Linked DNA regions of Triticum aestivum: region 1 is linked to region 2. A link is a contact called in public Hi-C data. All regions are on one chromosome and are shown on one strand. The core of a region is the stretch at or near the end of the contact, and the rest is flanking DNA. Distances in the headings are between cores, read along the strand shown.

Region 1 (7,420 bases), core at 3,986-6,485, 180 kb before region 2:
AAATGTTTCGATCTACATTACCTTTAGCTTCGTGCGCCATAGTAAACTAAGAAAGCTTATCTATCCGGGTGGCTAGAGTCGCGCGTACGCAACAGGATGTTTGGGAAAGTCCGAGCGGTCCGCCGCGTTTCTTTTGCTATTTTTCGATCTTTGTGCGCGCTCCGTCATCACCACGTTTACTAAAGCTAATCAAATTCTTTCTTTAATGAGAAAGGGTGAATGCTCAGGAAACACGGACTTTGATTCTCCCAGAGAAATTATCCTATCTATTCGACCTGAAACCAGAGTACCCTTTTGTGTATGGTAAGCGTCCCTGAACATCAAGCAGAGCAATAAGAAAAACAAGATTCCCCTTAAAGAAAACAATAAATTGCGACAAACTTTATCAACAGAGGCATTTCTGCTGGCTCCGTTCAGTTCAATCCATAATATACAGTAGGAAAGTTCCCCACACAGAATACATACACAGTTAACTAAAGGGTCAAACCAGCTTTTTTTTTTGTACAAAAACGAAAGAAACTTTGAACATTCTAATCTACTACCAGCCCACCTAAGCTAAAGAAAAAAACATTATGAACACAAATAAACCAGCAGAATAATCGAATACAGTATGATGTATGCTTTGGAACACTACGATGGCTTCCGCCAAACCATCAGCCGGCCATTGGAAAAGCTTAACAAAGCAGTGAAACCGTCTTCTGATATTCCATCGAAGTGAAACACTCTCAGGACTTCATGTATCGTCGACCTGAGAATGGAACACAAAGCTTGGAAATGTGGTGGTGATGTCCCTGCAACGTTGACCTGATTAGTGAATATAGAGTAGGGCAATAACAACGTATGCAATAGTAATGTTATGATACAGACTGAACTGAAGCAATAAAATAATATTCACATGTCCGCCTCCAGTATATCCCCTTTGAAGCCGGAACTACTACATACTCCCTTAGTTGAACTTGAAACAGAAATACTACTTAACACTTCGTAGTCACACATGCCTTGAGAAACAATACGACATAACCCTGATAGTTCACTGATGTAAATGAACTTCTAATATAGAAGAAAACAATGAGTTGGTTCAGCATACTCTCCAGCCTCCGATGTACAAAACTGTCATTTAACTAATCAGTGTTTCATATTCTGTCTGCTGGTTTTCACTTTATAGCTGAACAATATCATGCTTCTTTATTTCCTGACAGTGCTGCTGAAGGCTTGACTCTATGAGATAATGCATAAGTATTTTGGCAATATAATTCAAGGACAGTTGATACTATTATTCATTCTGAACCCCGCAGATTTCAATCAACTTGAGCATAATAAGCTGATGAAAAGTAAAGAGTTAACAACAAATTCATTAGCATATCTTACTTGAGATATTGGAGTGTCATGTTCTTCAGTAATGAGGGATGTCTGAGAACTAGATTGCGCCATTCTTCTTTGTCAATTTTCCCATCATGTTTTGTGTCTGCCTCCTCGAAAGTCTTGTAACAAGAGGGAAATAATTTTGAGAAAATAATACGACCAATGCATAACATGTCAGTAAGTTAGTGCAATGTGCCAGGGTGGCATTTGTTCAACAATGCACTGATATAAAGCGGCCTTCTGCAAAATCACTGCAATAACAAGCTTTGGCACAATGGCATAACTCTAAAGTTCATTACCTACTCAACAGCATTAATGAAATAGGCACATAGACATTTGCAATCCTCCATTCGAGCATTTGATCAAATATATTTTTAACTGAGTTTATCAAATATTGTAAGTCAAATATATGGATATCAACCTTTCTAGTTTGATCTATCTAGGGGAAGACATGCTAACAAATGATGGCCTCACCTCACTTTAGCACAACATAAACAAAATCTTGTGTTCAGAACAGAAAAGGGAATTGGTGCTTAACATGATTGAACAGAAAGATTCTACATGGTACAAGTACAATGCATAGCCATAGTAGTATAGGAAATCAAGGAATTTAACCAGACCTTATCAATGATGCTCTCTATGACTTCATCTGAAAGATTCATTCCTGATTCAGCAAGTGTAGCAACAACCATTTGCTTAACCTAATAGCCAAACAAGAAAAATCATTAGAATATAATAAGGGAAAAGATAACAATTTTTTGCACAAAGGAGCCTATATGCCACAATTTTTTGACTTCAGAACGTATATTCTTGCTCATACACGAGCTAAAAGGAAGTAACATCAGTTCCACAATCATGCAAAAGATTGCCTCTGCTCTCTTTTTTGGGGGGAGTTCTAATTTATAAATCTACCTATAGCCAGGAGATATACAGATAAGGGCTACAAGGCTACACTTGGTACAATATCAAGTTGAATAGAGGTAAGGGAATGCAGACTTTGAATTGTCCTAACTAGGGTTCCAGAAAGTGGTGTAAGGTGGTAAATAGCCACCTATCACCACTTGTCAAACTTATCATAGTCAACAAGTACTCACAATGGAGTTGGATTCATTGATGATACTTGATCGTTAAGTGATTAAGGGAGATAACTGGACATAAAAAATATGGAATAATAGAAACAAATCATGAGATAAATGGTATCCTTGATCCTAATCAACATGTTAACTTCACGTATTACATTCTGATTAGCAAAATACCTCTTGTCTTTCAATGAAACCTTGTTGCTTCAGATCATAAAGCTGGAAAGAGACTGCAAGCATTATACTGTGTAAGATTTTTTTTTCCGCTTACAACGATCAGATATAAAAGACTAAAAGAGCTTAAGGGAATTAACCTATGCCAAAAAAGAAAAAATAATAAAGTTGGATCATTATATATATCACAGTGCACTATCAAACAAGCAGAAAGAGTTACAGCTTATTTATTTGTTTGTTTGTTGTTTAAGACAGAGTGACAGACCATTCTCAGACAGCACCAAAAGGCTCAAAAATGGAATAACAGAATGTGATTTGTGCAAGTATGAACCTACTAACTCAAGGATATCATGAATCTTCTGTTTTCTTACAGTTTAGGCCTAAATGCAATCCATTCACATCCAGACCAAATCAAATACATAAACACATGTCAGAGGATCATGCAAACAAGAGGGCTGACTTGATGTGTGCATATTATACAAGCTTGGTAAATATGATAGATTTGTTGGTACATTGACTATTATGTTACTTTATATTAATGATGTTGAATTTCTCAAGCCCTCTAGAGAGAAATGTGAATTAAGCACAATACATGTGCATGTTACTAGTCTCCCCCTTGTAATATTGTAGATAGAGGTTGCGTTATGTCATTTAGAAAAATAATAAATATATAGAAGTCTGCAGACCGGATGTAGCTAGATAAGACAGTGATTAACAGATGTCATTCCTTTTATAATTGGTTTCTTCCTTCCTGTAAAATAAATCATATTTTGATTCTAGCATGTAATGTAATTTTGCAAGGTAAGAACTTGAAATAGCACCTGCGACATATCAACATATTCAGTTCTGTCAAATTATTATTATCCATTTTTATTACGTATTACCATACATGTAGTTGTGTCATTTTTATAGTATAAATTTTTCACTAATCTACTTCCATATTTAAAAGTTAATCTAACTATGCAAATGTCATGATTCTCTGAACTTACAGTCAATTTTCTCATCAGGAGCGGCACTTGGATGAAATACTGATAACGCACGGGCAAATTCTTCAAATCCTAGAATTCCGTTGTGTTTTGTGTCAAACAAATCAAAGACCTAGAAGAACAGGGAAAATGTTGAGGGAAATACACTATCATATTAAAAGAAATCATGTTATGTATCAAGTATCAACATCATTCCCACTTCACTGTTTCACCTATGCACACAAATTTACTAAAAGGATAAATAATACAGGTTTAAGTTATCATTGAAATGCCTGACTGAAGGGTGTATATAAGTGTAGCGAGATGCCAATGGCATGTGTTGCCACTGTGATCAGCTTTTGTGAAGGACTTTTTTCATGAGAAACTGTTCGGATGTGGAGTGCTATGCTCTTAGTATAAATGATCATAACGTTCAATTAAAGAGATAACTTTCCTTCCAGTCCTAGCTAGCAAAGCTGGTGCAATTCTATTGACAATTAAGTGTCCCCAGAAAGTGGTGAGTACATTTACTTCCAGGCTTTTTAAATCCTCTGTATCCTATTACATAGTACCATACACGTACTTGAATACCCATAAATCCTGCACGATTCTACAATTAGGCAGATGCCCTTCGCCATATATAGCTCATGATTCCTACAGAATGTTAAACAGTGCTTCTTTCTCTCCAAGGTCCAAATAATATGTCCAAAAGGAGAGTGAGAGTGACTCCACAGTAATGACATTAGAATTATACGAAAAAGAAGAGAAAACAACAGAGAGGCATTTTCACTGTACAAACAGCAAATTCGTGTTCACATGTGTAATGTGGACTTACACGATCCGCAAACAAACTCTCCTTCTTACTGGTCTTGAAAAGCGCCAACTGAAACTCCTCCTGCACCATGTCACCGCACAAGCATCACAATTCAGGTTATTCATCACTCATGATATATACACAAATACACCGAGATAGCAACATCAATTTTACTTTTGACGAAATGGGTGTTGATCCACTAACCTTGTTGATCAGCCCGTCGTCTATCACAGCACTGCTGATCTTCTTGAACAGCTCGTACAGCGCTTCGACCTCACTCACGCTGACTGCACGCAAATCACATTACACAGTCACAAGATAAACAGAGCACAATGAATCGCGGCTTGGGCTAGCAGCAGAACTATTCTTAGATTGACGTTATTAATAGCAAAGAGAGCTGGTGGCGCGGACATACACACGGTCTCCCTGGCGAGGACTTCGGGATCCTCCAGGCCCTTGGGCTGCTTGAGGTCGATGCCGCAGCACTTGAGGAGCAGGCCGCCCAGGTGCCTCACCCCCTCCAGGCACTGCAACATGGTGGCAGCACCACTGCGCGCCGCAACCGTCCGTCAGCGCCCGTCTCTCTCTCCAGGGTGGGCGGCAATCCGCGGGGGGCTGGCCGCAAATCGGGACCCCGCGGGCGGTGGACTGGATTTGGCCGAACGAGCCGAGCGGCCACGCGGGGGGCGGCGTGGCTGGAGGATCGCGGCAGGGTTTCCCGATGCGGCGCGGAGCAGAGGGGCGGCCGGAGGGGGTCGCCGCGGGGGTTCCTGTCGTCGGCTGGTGGTGCGATTGGTATGGGCTGGAACGGATTGGATCGAGGATTTCTTCTATTTATTTATTTTTCCTTTTTGCGTGTGCGTGTTTCCGTTGTTGCGTTTGCGATTTTGAATTTCCCTTTTGGCGAGTCGTGACTAGCTAGGTCAGCGCAATCCCCTCCCTTGCTATTCGATCCAACGGAGGACGTGCGGCCACGTTGTGTTTACAGGTTCATGCACACTAGCAAGTTTCTCATTTTATTTTGCGATATACACCAGCAAGTTGTCGGTGCTACGACACAGAACCATGGGAAAATTTGGTTTACTCGATAGCCTCGTACGCCAGCTTGATTGGGGTCTGGCGGTTGACACAGATAAGATTAGTGATGGGAGAAGGCACGAGATGATCGAGGAGCGCGAGAGGATAAAAGAAGAGTGATTCGGGAAAGGCCCGTTGGGAATGGCGTACAAGCTTTTATGTTATTTTGCGATATACACTAGCAAGTTGACAGTGCTACTCCACGGAACCATGGAAAACAAGATAGAATTTGATTTACTCAACAGCCTCGTACGCCAATTTAGATTGGGTTTGACAGTTGCACGGATGAGATTAGCGGTGGGAAAAGACACGAAATGATTGAGGGGCAAGACGTGATAAAAGAAAGGTGATTCTCGAAGGGTATATTGGACGGGCGTGCAAGTTTTTTTCGCGATGAAATTAGTTTACTCAAGAACCTCGTACGCCAACTTGATTGGGGTTTGGAGGTTGGCACAGATAAAATTAGCGGTGTGAGAAGACATAAGATGATTGAGGGACATGAGACAATAAAAGAAGATTGATTCGGGAAGGGTCTGTTAGGAATGGCGTACAAGCTTTTATGTTATTTTGCGATATACACTAGCAAGTTGACAGTGCTACTCCACGAAACTATGGGAAAACAAGATATAATTTGATTTACTCAACAGCCTCGTATGGCAACTTAGATTAGGTTTGACAGTTGCACAGATGAGATTAGCGATGGAAGAAGACACAAAATGATTGAGGCAAGACCATGATAAAAGAAAGGTGATTCTGGAAGGGTATATTAGACGGGCGTGCAAGTTTTTTTCGCGATGAAATTAGTTTACTCAAGAGCCTCGCGGGTCAACTTGGATGGGGTTTGATAGTTGGCGCGGATGATATTAGTGATGGGAGAAGGCACGAAATGATTGAGTGGCGCGAGAGGATAGAATGAGAAGGATTTGAAAAGGGTCAAGTTTGCCACGACGAAACAATCAATTCTTTGCATCTCATCTTGTATATTACCTACAAGTAAGCCGTGGTAGCCAAACCGCTATTTTCTGAAAGAAAAAACACTTCACTCTATTTCAAAAAGGGTTTTGTAGTTGGCGTGGATGAGATAAGTGATGGGAGAAGGCACAGGGTGAAAAATAGAGTGAAGTGTTTATATGGGTTTTTATTGTCCCATCTCTATGAGTTGATAAAAGGAAGACTAAGAGAATAGTGAACATATTAAGATCAACTCTCACAACAAAAATATAATATGTGTGCAATCTCCTTGTAACGAAACAATAACTACATGCTCACATTTATGAAAAAGAGATATATCAAGTAGTGTATTCGAATATTTTGAACTGGATAATTCATAATGATGCATGAATACAAGTACACCATGTGTTGCAAGTAGATAGACTAACTCTTCTCATGCTTTTTTGCGAAAAGATTGTTCTCACACTTAGAGCATCTCCAGCCGTTCGACCCCCCAGTGGCTTGAAATAGCGCCGCCCTGGGGGCGCGCCGGCTGAAAAATCGACGCGCGGGCGATTGGGTTCCCAGTTGCCGCCCTCAGGCGCCGATTTTAGCCCACTTCCGGCGCAAATTGGCCCACTTTTCAGCCCATTTTCGATGCAAATTGGCCCACTATCGGCGCAAATTGACCAATTTCGCCCCGTATTCGGCGTGCTTGGGCACAAATTCAACAGAAGCTATTTTTTTATCACATAGCTCATCACAGAAAATCAATAAAAATCAAATAGTTCAATATAAATTATATAGTTCAACAAAGAAAAACTCATATTTCATCACACGTTGAGCTAGGCGTTGCCCTTGAGCCTCCATAGGTGCTCCACCAGATCCTGGTACAGTTGTTGACGCACCAGTGGGTCTCGGATCTCCTAGCGCATATTGAGGAAGGTAGTCCAGATTGCCGGTAGGTGGTGATCAACTTGGGAAAGATGCCCCTGCATGTAATATGGTTCAGTTCCAAA
Region 2 (7,452 bases), core at 86-2,585:
GGTCGGTCCGGACTTGGTGTAGTTGTACCTGGCAAACGTAGTGGTACTCGGAGTCTTGTCAAACCCAAGCGACGATAGTCGTACACGACGCGTTGTGGAAGTAGTTATACTCGCGAACTTCGGCGGCGGTAGTCGTTCAGGGTATAGGCGGTTCGTCGTGTAGCCGTACATGTTCGACGTGGTACACGGTTCGAAGTCGTGCATGTCCAGTAGATGTTCAGGGTCACCGTGAGGAATTTGTCGAATCCAGGGTCTCAGTCGTCGGTAGTGGTACACGTTTCGAAGATGAACTTGACGAACTCGTCTCCCTTCGGGGTTATCGTGGTACTTGGGGTCTTCGGACCCGCCGGTCCCGTTCTTGCGATGGTAGTCGTTCACATTCGTTCGGAGGGGTACTTGATGACTCCAACGTCTTCGGGGCGACGGTAGTGGTACACACGAGTCACCATGTAGTCATACACTTGTCGGAGACGATCTTGGCGCATCCAAAGCGAAGCAACACAAAAGGGCCTCAGTCTCGGTGGTCAACGAACAGAGGCTGCCATGGATGGAGCTGCGAGTAGAGGACGAACAACCTAGGCGAACCGATGCAATTGAACTTGTACAGGGAGTGGCGCCGAACTGGATGGAGCTCAGCTCCTGGTGAGGAAGCGATGCAGGGGGCTAGCGGAGCCGAGGCTAGACCGGGCGGGGTAGCACGAGAGGCTGAGGCAAGCTGCTGACGAGGCGGCCATGGCATCAGCAGGGGCCAGCGGGAGGCAAGCCCAGCAGCAGCGCCATGGTGGGCTCGCGGCAGCAGCGGAGGATGGAGCAGGTCCGGTGAGGCGGAGGCGCAGGGCGGCGGAGCACACGGGGTTGCGACCATGGACGGCCGGCGGCGCATGGGGCAAGAAGAGCTCCTGGTGATGCGGCGGCCTGGTGGATGGTGCTGCTCGACGAAGCAGAGGCGGTGATGTTGGCCCTGAGGGGTGGTCACGGCGCGCGCGAGGAGGCGCAGAGAGGTGGAGGAGAAGGGGCTTTGCCGGGGACGGCTCGGTCGTCGCCGCGGCGCTGGGGGGATCGGGCGCGGGGGCTCGTCCCCTGGCTCGAGGAGAAGCAAGAGGAGAGGTGGAGATCAGGCGGAGATGGTTCACGGGCGAGAGGAACGAAGGAAGGGGAGAGGAGACGAGCGAGAGGAGAAGACCGAGCGATGGTTGCGTGTGCGTGCGGTGCTCTCCTAGCGGCGCTGGGAGGAACGAAAGAGGAGGAGGGGTTCGAGGGAGATGGGGTGCGCGAGGGGATCGAGCGGGGCTCGCTGTTGTCGTGGGAGGTGGCGGCGCACTAGAGGGAAATGAGGGAGATGTTGTCGGGCTAGGGTTAGCAGGTGGACCTTGGGCCACTTTGGTGGTGGGCTGGCTGATGGGCTGCGAGAGGCCTTGGCCAAATGGGTTGGTAGCTGGGCTCCCTCTCTCATTACTTCTCTTCTCTTATAGAAAAAAAAAAGGAGAAAAAGAGAGAAGAGCAACGGTTAGGGAAAGAATTGGGCATAGGGTTTGGAGAAGGTTGGAAAGTAAATCATGAAAGGCATATAATTTAAACTGCAAGTGTGTTTGAGGGTGGTTCCACACTAATGGAATATTTCAATATAGCTCCCTAAAATAGTAGGAGATTTTTATATGTTATAAAGAGAATTTCACCTTGTGAACTCCCTCGATTTAAATGGATCGAAGATCCACACAATTTATTTAAGAGAGTTTTAGTTAGCTTTGAGAAAAGATGGCATGATGACATGATGTAATGCACATGATGCAACGAACCAAACAAAACAAACGACGAAACCCGGAGACCCTGGAAGGCATCTGAAGCGCCGGTCTTGGGGCGTCACACCAATATAATAGAAGTGCGGGTCCCAAGAAAATTGAGTAAACGTCATAGTAGGTGAGTGTAGAAAATAGACAAGCATTTCTGTGCAACGATAATATCTATACAGTATTGACATATACATACTGTACTAGTGTACATCTTTGAATTACTGCAGTGATCCAAATATTTCACGGTAGACAATATTTTTTGTCCACCTTGTGTAATTCTGCTTATCATCTTCTATCACAATTTTCAGACCTGCCCTTGATGTGACACAGGACAGAGCTACGTAGAGCTGCCCATGTGAGAACACAGTGTTTCTAAGATAAAGTCCAACCACATTAAGAGATTGCCCCTGACTTTTATTGATGGTCATTGCATAACAAACTCTTATTGGAAATTGACGGCGTTCTAGACTGAATGTCCATTTTTTGTTTTTGGTGCAAAGCATGATCTTAGGGATGTAAACAGTTTCACCTACGTTGGAACCAGTTAGAATCCTTGCTTCAATCAACCGATCTCCTAAGTCTGTGATCAGCATTCGTGTGCCATTACAAAGACCATCACTTGGATTCAGGTTTCGCAGGAGCATAATCAGGATACCTTTTTTCAGAACCAAACGATGCTCTGGATAATTGTTGACACTAAGCATGTTCAAGTATTCAATTGAGTAAATAGCTTCCATATCACTAAATTTTTCAGAAATTTTTGAGACGCAGTCATAACTTAAGTATTCTCTAGCTTGCTCTGGAACCATAGTTAGCATAACATCATTGATCTCATCACATACGTCATGTGTAGGGCATAATATCGCACGATCACAAAGATATGTTGGATCCATAAATTTATCAGGAAAGTCAGTATAGACAGCTTCTATCATTGCACGTATCTTATTATCACCTTCCATGATCATAAGATCCAAACGAAGTTCTATCCAAGATGCTTCGGTTTCATCACCTCTACGAACTGCAGGGAATGTTCCATCACCAACAGCCAAAACAAAGTCACTGAAATGTGCTAACTGGACAGCAGAATTTGGGTCAAGGGATGGTGCTTTTAATCTCATGTTAATGTTTAAGTGCAAAACTTGTGCATGTGCCCATAAATGTGAACTTGTGACTGCTGCATTAACAGTTTGACTTCTTACACCACCTTCTACAACGGGTAATATTTGCCTAAGGTCACCACCCAACACCATTACCTTGCCTCCGAAAGGAAGCAAAGCTAATTCCTGGTTATCTTCAGAAAGCACATCACGCATAGATCTATCAACTGCTTCAAAGCAACGCCGATGGCTCATTAGAGCTTCGTCCCATATTATAAGCGCAGCTGATTTGATCAATCGCGCAAGCATTGTACCACGTTTCATATCACAAATGGTGATTTCATCTATGTCAATGGGTATTTTAAATCGTGAATGTGTTGTTCTTCCACCAGGAAGAAGCAATGATGCAACACCGGAAGATGCAACTGTAAGAACAACCAAACGTTTTGATCATAGGTATGTGGTAATAGAAGTCCATAGGAAGGTTTTGCCGGTTCCACCATAGCCAGACACAAAGTACAGCGCTGCTGGGCCAGTGGTGACACTATCGACAATACGATGGTATGCAATGCGTCGGTCAGTATTTAGCCGTTCATATAGGATTGGGCTTTGAACCAATAGCTCCGGTACATTATATGATAGTTCTTCATCAACCAGTCAATTTTCAAATGCATCTGAACTGCTGTCAACAAGAGGAGGCAAGTTGTAATTCGATGGGCTATGACCATTTTTTAGGAACAATTCATGCAGTTCTTGTAGAACCATGTGTTTTAAAGAGTCATCGGGCACATTGTATGACTTATTATTTAAATTGCGTCGCAAGTTGTATACTATATCATCGCCCATAGCTTGCCAATATTTTTCAAAAAAAGCACGCTCGTCACCTATACCACAGTAGATAAACATCATAACGAAAAGTGAGTGAATCTGTCGGCCCATACCCCAGCGAACAGCTTCATCAAAAGCTTTTATCCACTCTTGATCATCACCTAACAAACCTCTTGCAGAACACGCTTCTTTAAATGTGTCATATACAATACCTTCAAAGGTTCTCACATCTTCGTACGACTCAGCTGCTTTCACATACATAAGAAGCATTCGTAGGTAATAACAGTCACCGACATTTGGAGGTACGTGGTACATGCGGCCTATCTTTGTACCATTTCGTCTTTCATCCCACTTACGGCGTTCTGAAATCCAAACAAAATGTCGTGGATACTCACAATATGTCAAACATCTAGCCTGTGGAAACTGTGTATTTGCTTCGAACCACGCAGTGAGGGATGTTCGTTAAAGGAAAGGTGTAGAAACTAATGATGGTAAGTTGGTGGTCGATTTAAAGATAACATTGTTCATGTTTGGAAGATGACAGGCAAGACGTTCAACAGCAGGGTAATGGTGGTGTATATCGTAACCATACATTCGCCAAAGAGATTCTTTGTCAGAAAGATATCGAGCTTTCAGGAAATTAGCTATTTCATCTATTTCATATTTTTTAGCACCTAATTTTCCCCTCAGCTCAACCTTTGTACGTTTTGTGGCAGAAGAACTTTCTGGCACGTCATTAGCATCATCAGCAGCACCATGTTTCCTCTTTTTGTATTTTGTGAAAACAACGTTTGAACGATCTGTTCCTTTGGTCACGTATTTGAAAAGATACTTTAAGACCTCACTTTTATTGCACCACTCTACATTGATGTGAGCTTGGAATTTCTTTAACAGTTTCATACAATACGGAACAACATGTCTGTTATCAAGTTCAGTGCCCTTCTTATTTATTTTTATACCAGAATCACGACGTCTATACATGACAAAGCCCTTATCGTCAACAGTGGTTTCACTCTGGAAGTCTTTTGGAAAAAAAAATTGTGCACACCTTATCTTTCAAGCAAGGGCGGTTTTTATTAGCTACACCACAGGGGCCGTGCATCATAAACTCTTCGACTAACGCATAACCAAGAGGATCCACTCCTGGATCGGGAATCTCAGCTGAGATGTACATGTCAACAAGGTCGGTTACACCTGCGCCCGTCCTACCCTGAAGCCAGACGAGGACGTGTATGTGCGGCAGACCGCACTTCTGAAACTCCACATTGTATAATACTATGCAAATTAAACGTAAGTGTTAGTGCAACCACTCTAGAGCTATGGGGTTGTTCATGACTGAATTGTGGCGAGAATAGCTACCCGCGCATACAGGACCAAATGTTCGACCCTTCATGATTCCTTTCATGAACTGCTCCATCTTGAGCTTGAAGACTCGAACCACAAGATCAGAACGATCTGTGCTTTTTTGTCCAGGCTCAAATACAAGGGCATCTTTGATCTCAGCCCACTTTGGGTTACACGTGAAGGTGACAAATAAATGAGGTGGACCAAAAACACGGCATATTGCAACACCATCTTGGAAATTTTGTTGCCCATAGCGATCTCCACCCGTGAAGGCCGTAGGGACAATTCTTTTTTTACCTATACTGCTACCGTCAAGATGACCCTATCCAACAGCGTCAGCAACACCTTGGAAATGTTCGCATCTAAAGTCGTCTTGGTGCTCTGCTATGTATGTTAGCCTGCCTTCTTCAACACTTGCAAAACTGTCAACCTGGGACTGTGAAGATAATCTTTCGCAGCAAAGAAACGGATTGAATTGATTTTTTTTTATAATGACAGCAGTAGCAGTAATACTCTACCATCGACACACGACTTCTACCCTCAGGAACTGGGAGGTCACTTGTGATATCTATAGAATGTGATAAGTCTATGTCTCTGTGAGGTATGCCGAGCTGAAATCCTCGTCGACCATACGGGAATAATAAAGGGTACTGCAACGGCATGAAAGCAGGATGGAGGCTAGACACATGGTGTAGTCCTTTTTCCATACTATCAACAATAACATCACGTTTATAATTTTCCACACCAAAATCACCAATAATTAGTCCAGCAAGTTCATTGCACGTAGGGAGGTTATATTGCACTGAGTCATTTTTTTTCCGCACCAACTATTCTAATAGCAATTCTTTCCTCGCCTTGGTTTTGAAGTCGATCTCTAGCCATTCTAAATGTTTGTACAAGAGGATTAAACTCATCAAGCATCTTCATCAAACCATCAGCTATGTCTCTGTCAATACCACAATCTTTTTCACTATCTTCGTTCATCACGGCATTAATTCGATTTGAGACCTCATTTTGTGTGTCATGAATATACAGCTCGGCAAATTTTGGAGTTGCACCTCTATTTGGCAGAAGTGATCCAATACGGTGATATACCTGACCATGAATTTTAAATACATATGGACCACCACCTTCATTAATATGTCTATCAATATCTGCTCCCATGGAGGTGAAAGCAAAAAGGGAATTGTATTGTCTGATTTTATCCAAGAATTGCTTAGAACATGAATCACCATCAAACCTAAGTAGTTCTGACAGAAAAGGTGGTGGGTTTTTGAAAGCAGGCATTGACACTTTACCGCCCTTGCAGCATAGGTTATATATGATACGGAGCTCAGGCACACACGTTTCTTTTTTACATCTCTCGCGGAACCAAAACACAGCGCCACAGAACTGGCATGTGTACTCGGGCGCTCCCAGATATGACCTCTTTTTATACGATGCTGTAGAGAGAATGCATTAGATGTTTTCAGAAAGTGTCTAAGCTATATGACCTTGACTACAAAAATACCTTTTTAAAACTCTGTGTAATCAGAAGAAAACAGAGAGCATGTGGTAGATGTAGTCTGGTAGGGGTAACCTTCAAACAAACGAAATAACTAATTTAGCATAGTTTGATAATGACCTAGGTGTTCTTTTACAGTTGATCACAAGGCGACACAAGCAGGGCAGACCTGATCGACGCCAGATACGCATTTTTCTCTTTTGCATTCGTTGATGGCGCCTTAACTGGCTGTATGTATCTGAGACAACCGGAAAGAAACCACCTCCTATGGCGTAATATATGTTAAAAGGGCACTACCATAATAGTCTTGAATTAGAATGTTGATGATCCGTACCCATAAATGCACCATTAGCACCAGAGGATGATGATCCGGGTACATAATTCAAGGCGCCTAAACAAGTGATTTGCACATAAGTTCACATCGCAGAGAACGTAATACCCTAAGGAGAAGAATAACCTATGATCATGTCAAACCGTAGCGCACTTTGGAACAGGGCAAGGCGTGCTGCCACTCTGTTACGGTGTCGAGAAACAGTTCGACTACGTGCAGCAGCACGATCGAAATCAGGATCAGTGGAATTCAAATTCCCTGTTTTTGTATGCGTATAAATATCACAGCCGGTGGAAGAAAAATAAGTGCGAGTAAGCACACACAATCGAAATGCAAGTAACTCAACCCAGATAAAACGAGTGGCAACCGTACCTTACCGCAGAGTCGATATGCCCAGCAGATCAAATAACAAGGTAAACTTGATTATCAACTGATCACGCCAATTCCTGAGAAAAGATATTGTAACGTAAGTGATTAAAACCAAGCAACTTATGAGAAGCACATACCATATTCAACAACAATGATCTAAGCTCACAGTGTAACTATGATAAGTAAGAT

The links. Hi-C and Micro-C count contacts between places; a contact is called where the count stands out from the background.
Region 1: a contact with region 2 is called in a Hi-C map of leaf, with 2.9 times the contacts expected there. The contact joins the promoter of LOC123086920 here to the enhancer-like site in region 2. A contact is called at or near these places in 2 of 5 Hi-C or Micro-C datasets (both in leaf).

What each region holds. Positions count from the first base shown.
Region 1 is chr4A:554,680,492-554,687,911 of IWGSC CS RefSeq v2.1, reverse strand. It overlaps LOC123086920 (calcineurin B-like protein 3), which reads right to left and starts at 5,235. Exons shown (of 8, transcript XM_044508776.1): 1 at 4,810-5,235; 2 at 4,599-4,681; 3 at 4,416-4,475; 4 at 3,605-3,713; 5 at 2,619-2,671; 6 at 1,983-2,063; 7 at 1,369-1,481; 8 at 334-791. The coding sequence starts at 4,930. The coding sequence ends at 734.
Region 2 is chr4A:554,501,269-554,508,720 of IWGSC CS RefSeq v2.1, reverse strand. It overlaps LOC123086917 (ATP-dependent DNA helicase pif1), which reads right to left. Exons shown (of 14, transcript XR_006441162.1): 3 at 7,267-7,340. Among protein-coding and RNA genes, the nearest start is that of LOC123086917, 6.5 kb to the right of the region's middle. Within about 2 kb of position 1,335, at least 8 of the 8 cell types and tissues checked have an H3K27ac peak or open chromatin away from gene starts, as enhancers often do. A contact at or near this core is called in leaf, where this site is marked.